Regions from separate parts of the Sus scrofa genome. Here region 1 is linked to region 2. Evidence: chromatin contacts called from public Hi-C data. All regions are on one chromosome and are shown on one strand. The core of a region is the stretch at or near the end of the contact, and the rest is flanking DNA. Distances in the headings are between cores, read along the strand shown. Region 1 has its middle 83 kb from the start of ARMC2. Region 2 overlaps FOXO3 (forkhead box O3).

Evidence for each region. A called contact is a pair of places that touch in the nucleus more often than the background predicts.
Region 1: a contact with region 2 is called in a Hi-C map of liver, with 4 times the contacts expected there. The contact joins two enhancer-like sites. A contact is called at or near these places in 3 of 47 Hi-C or Micro-C datasets (all in liver) and 1 of 2 datasets of contacts at active chromatin or transcription factors (skeletal muscle).

The regions. Positions count from the first base shown.
Region 1 is chr1:74,839,443-74,842,142 of Sscrofa11.1, reverse strand. No RefSeq gene overlaps it. Among named protein-coding and RNA genes, the nearest start is that of ARMC2, 83 kb to the left of the region's middle. Within about 2 kb of position 1,447, at least 9 of the 83 cell types and tissues checked have an H3K27ac peak or open chromatin away from gene starts, as enhancers often do. A contact at or near this core is called in liver, where this site is marked.
Region 2 is chr1:74,656,043-74,658,956 of Sscrofa11.1, reverse strand. The region is part of intron 1 of FOXO3 (forkhead box O3); the gene reads right to left. Among named protein-coding and RNA genes, the nearest start is that of FOXO3, 28 kb to the right of the region's middle. Within about 2 kb of position 1,551, at least 53 of the 83 cell types and tissues checked have an H3K27ac peak or open chromatin away from gene starts, as enhancers often do. A contact at or near this core is called in liver, where this site is marked.

The sequences.
Region 1 (2,700 bases), core at 198-2,697, 180 kb before region 2:
GAGCTGGCTTTGTCCTGAAGGCTGAGGTCAGGTTCAAAGACCTCTGGTCTAATATAAACACACCAGAACCTCGGATCAAGGGCAGACCTTAGATAAAATTGTTAAATGAATAAAGTGCACCTTTGGACAAGCCCCTAAAAGGGAAAGAGCGACTACTTCTCACCAGGGCGCCTCACCGTCTTGTGTCCCATGCAGGTATCCACTGCAGCACGTCCCTATCTTGAGTCTCCGTCCCACAGGAACCCTGACCTGGACAGCTCACTCAGATGAGCCACCTGTGCTCAGGCGCAGGTGCTATGGCCCCACGTGTCACATCTCCTGCCATATGCAAAGTGTATCTGAACTCATGCCTCTTTCTAGAAAGACATGGCCTTACACAAATACAAAAAATGCTAATGATCAAAAGGGCAGGTTAACTTTATAGATGTAAAGTAAGGAGAATTGGGGGATTGGGTGAAGGGCGAGGAGCCCCACTCAAATGCCATTTTGCTTAGACTTAAATATGTCCCTATCAACAAGAATGTTAACTTATTGGAATAGTAAGCTACCTTGAATCCTCTATGGAGCAACAATGAATTTTTTAATGGAAAGAAAAAGGAGGAAAGAGAAAATAATAAAGAAAAAGGGATGATTAGGAGTTAGTAGAATGAGGGATCAAATTTTTTTTTTTTTTTTTAGGGCCATACCCACTACATATGGAGGTTCCCAGGCCAGGAGTTGAATCGGGGCCACAGCTTCTGGCCTATGCCACAGCCACAGCCACGCCAGATCCTTAACCCATTAAGCGAGGCCAGGGATCGAACCCAAAACTTTATGGTTCCTAGTGGGATTCGTTTCCACTGCGGCATGATGGGAACGGGAACGATTTTTAAAACACATCCGTATTCTTTCCTTTGCTTTTCTCCTTGTCCTTTGCAAGGGCAAAATGATATTAAGCCCCATGGTAATATGCTTCAAGTCTTATTTTTAATATATTACTGTCTAGGACATCAGTTCTCAGCATGTGTTCCAGGGAACCTGGGGAGGGGGTTGTCTTTGAGTCAAAACTGTTTTCCATTTTAGAGGATTCTTGAGGTCAAAACTATTTTCATAACAATAAGACTCAATTTGCCTATTTTTACTTCACTGAGTTTTCCAGAAGTTACGTGGTGTGTAATGACATTATTGCATCAAAAAATGTTCTATGATCCAAAATGGTTAGGAAATGCTTTTAGACAGTCTTAGAGAATTCACAATGACCATTAGCATATTAAAGGCTCTGAGAAGTTCTGTGGTAAAAATAATTCTGTTTAGCCTAATTTGATAAAACATTGAGAATTTATTTGACCATGGAATTTATTTCTGCTTTGTTTTAGTTTTGGGTGATTGGTGTAGCACCTCTTGCTCAATGTTTTGGGAAATGTTTCTCCGGGGTTAAGATAATAAGTTAAGAATCCTCTGGCCAAGGAACAGAAGCGAATAAACACTGGGCACAAGCAGGCCAGGAGAAGTGCTGCGGTCAAGAGCAGAGCCGACTGACTGCCTGAGTTCAAATCCTCATTCTGCCACTTACTAGCTGCGACTCCGGGCAAGTTACTTAACCTCTCTGTGCTTTAGATTCTTTATGCATAAAATGGCAAAGATCATACCTCTCTCTATGTGTATACACACACCACCAGACATACCTTACAACAGGTCCTCGCACACAGAAAACACTAGGTAAAAGCTGGCTCTCATCTATTACTGCGCCAAACATGCTGGCCTAGGGGCCCGACCTAAAGCCAGGCCACTAATGAGTGATGTGATCCGAGACAACTCCTCTCTCTGCCGTTTCCCCCGTACGTCGAATCAGAAAGTGAAGTGAGGTAGTCTCTGGAGCCCCTTCCGGTGCTGATACCCAGACTCCACACCTTCCTGGCAGAACGTGGCACTCACCTGGAGCCCATCGGGAGAAGGAACGTAGAGGGAGAGGGAGGGCTGGGAGCCCCCAGGTCCTGGGCAGTTTCCACAGTGGATGAAGGGATCCCCAAGACGGGATGGTTGGCCCTTGAGGATGGCGTCCATGAGTTCCAGAGTTCTGCCTCCCAGCAAACCAGCTTCTCACCCTGCCCAGGTGTGAAGGAGAAATAAGACAGGGTCCGGTGCTCCTACCACCGCCACTGCCTCTATGGCACCACCACCATTTATAATTGGCTCCTGCAGAGGAGGGGCTGGCTGCAGAGAGGACTGGGCTCTTTATAAGGAGTTAACTGGACACAGGGTTTCCAGCTTTGAGGCAGCTTTTTCTGTTCTCTTCTAAGGACAGCCCCAGCCCCAGGGAAACCTTTTGGACACTTATCACTGGTCAGACACAACAACGTCTGCCCCTGTAAAAATTCCTCCAGTATGACTTCACCACCACCAGGAATGAGGAGAATACACAGACTCAAAAAAAGAAAAAAAAAAATTAAAATGACTCTATAAGATTTTGAATTGCTGGCAGCTGTGGGCCAAGGTAGAGGCACCCAACATCAGGCTTAAGTAGCTAAATTGGGAACATTTGAATGCTGGGTTTTACTTGTGCTTAAAAAAGCCAGTAGCAGCTCAGCTGCCAGATGTTGGGGAACTTCAACATGTAGCTCACGGGGACATGGTATCAGCAACGCTTTTGCAGGTGACCACATGTCAAAGGGTGCTGACAACTTGCTTTCCGAAAACTGCTTCTAGGAAGGGAGGCTTGTG
Region 2 (2,914 bases), core at 302-2,801:
CCTCAGTCCCCATTACAGGGTACAGAAAACAAAAAGAGAGGCCCTAAAAGAGCTCCCAGTGAGTCCCAGAGACACTTGGGCTGTGAATGAGAAACTCTAATGCCCTGGGGCAAAAGGAAATCTCTGTGCCCTCAGCCCCCATTCCCTACCCAGGTCCCAAACAGGTCTTTAAAATAGTCACAAAGGCAGGCAGGAGCTTCTTCTAAAGGAGAAGCCCAAAGTAAGAATGCAGCTTCCAGACCACCCTGCCTACCCCTAGGTGAGTGCTCTGAGCCCACCACCAACTTCTGGGCCTTAGTTTCTTCTACTGAATGAGGAGGCTACCCTAGAAGGAACTCTAATATTCTCTCCAGTCTCATAAAAGAGCAATAATGCCAAGACTAAAAAGAGAAAAGCTGCACATTTTTGGAACCATAAGAGATTTTGTAAACATGGCATCCAAAATTCTGACAGAAAAATCAACCTCAATTCTCCATTCATAATCCTTGGCCATTACAGTCTGTAAATAAGTATTTTTATTTTGTCTATCCACTGCCCCTTTCCTTTCCTCTAATTAAAGTATTACTCCTAAAAAAAAAAAAAAAAAAATAGGAGTTCCCATTGTGGCTCAGTGGTAACAATTCTGACCACTGAGGCATCCAAGAGGATGCAGGTTCGATCCCTGGCCTCACTCAGTGGGTCAGAGAGAGATCCGCTGTGGCTGTGGCTGTGGTGTAGGCTGGCAGCTGCAGCTCCAATTTGACCTGTAGCCTGGGAACTTCCATAGGCCGCAGGTGCAGCCCTAAAAAGCAAAAAAAAAAGGGGGGGATGGGGATTTAAATTAAATCCTGTTAATGAGTTACAGTCTTGACATTTAACTTTACATATCCATGTGCCTGTTTTTGTCTAAATACTAATGATTAAGGGTTTTTATTATGACATACTATGTACAGAAGATGGTCTCCTTTGATTAAGAATAAATCTCTAGAGGATGAAAATTTACCTTAGGAATAAAAATACATCACTTGATTTTGCAACAGTTTCATCCTAGGCAACATGCTTTTGTGTTTTGATTATTCGTGAAATTGCAAAGGATCACTTAAGCTTGACTAACGTTCAGTACAAAACAGTTGTTTTATATACTTGCAATTTGAAGGCTGTGTTTTAGAATCCACATTCACAACACAGTATAATCCAAAAGCCCCTTAACTTTCCTATAAGCATCTAAAGAAAGCACTGCTTTCCCAAATATCAGTCTCAGGACCCCGTGCTGCAGAGCCAGCCACCCTGCTGCAGCAAGATCGATTGGGCCTGACTCCTCCTCCTGCTCTGAAAGTTAACAGCCCTTAGAGCTGAGGGTCCCACGGGGCTAGACTGCTGTGGAGGGGGCCTGCGGGTCTGCTCTGGAATGGGGAAGCGGGTGTGTGGCCGGGAATAAAGCCTGCACTCGAAGAACAAAAGCCTGCCTCACGGATGGAGCGCTTTCCAAGACAGTCAGGAACAGCAGGGCCGAATGCTGGCAGGAGCTCGTGTAGGCGCGCGGCCCTTCTCGGTACTCGATGTCCCAAGCACCAGAGAGGAAGTAAACAAGGACCCGGCTTGGACAGGCGTCTGTGCAGCCCAGGGCAGCCAAGGCCCGGCCGGTCAAGACTCCTGACTCCCAGGCAGGGCACTGACGTCACACAGCTCCAGAATGTGGGTTGCCTGTGACCAGGAAAATTACACAGGCCAGTTTAAATGCAGCCTATATTCCTCGCCACCACCTAGATTTTCTTTTTTCAAAAACAGTAATCTTCTGGAGAAGTTCAGCAAAGCTGGGGCATGGCCAAGAGCTACACGTGGAATGGCCACAGAAATCCTATGCAGGTCCCATGCGTGATGCCACCCCCTTCTCCACCAAACGCATCTGCACCAAACTACCCCAGCCCCACCGGACCAAAGCCAGAGTTGGCTATTTTGCCTCAGCAAAGATCCTCGGGGATGTCCATTTTAAACTGCTCCTCTGCAGAACCTAAATTTACCCAATAAATGTTAAAGAACTAAGATACTGTCATGACTTTCCATCAAAAACTGTCAGCATTCCTTCAAGCTTTTCCATCTTCCAGTCACACTAGAGCAAACCACCTTTCTTGCCCTCCCCGAGTTGCCGAAAATAATCCCAGCAGAGCAGAAAGCATCCTGCGGAGGCTTTGCGTGCAAGGGCAAGGTGCCTTCGAGGGGAGCTGGTTTCTGTTTCTCCAGCCCAGACCAGCAGGATGCTGCATCTTCACTCACCACAAAGACAGTCTCAGTTTCTTCTTAGACTCTGCCTTTGGGGTGGAGGAAAGGGGGAGCCTGGGGGCAGGGCTATAAAGTAGCAGCAGTGCTGACCAGACGGAGGAAGGGAGAGCTGGGTCTGGATCTCTGCCCGCACATCTCATCTCATCCTGTATAACAAACGCATTCCTATAAAGTCGACGCCAACCGCGTTTCTGAAATGCGATTTTTAAAGAATGTAACACCTCATTAATTAAGTAAATTGTACAACAACCTCGGTTATGTCTTTTTTTATAAATCTTAAGTTTTCATTTAGTTCAGCTTTAAAAAATGCTATGCTATCCAGTCCATGCCAATGAATCAACACACTCACAACTGCAGAGATAAACGAACGGAATTTTTAAAAATAGACTGTTCAAAAAAGCAATTTACTTAAACAATTCACACCTATCACCTCTATCTTTGTTGAACTTATCAACTTAAAACTGATGAAATAAAACACATTCTTAAATGAGGTCACCAGCAATACAAATGGTTAGCAGATTGTCACGAGAACCTAAGAGCTTTTAACTCTGTTAAAGTGGCCTTAAAAAGTATCTTCACTCTTAAATGACCCTTACATTTAGGAGGCAGGGCCCTTTGGCCTTCTTGCAAATAGGGGGGTCACAAGACAGACCAG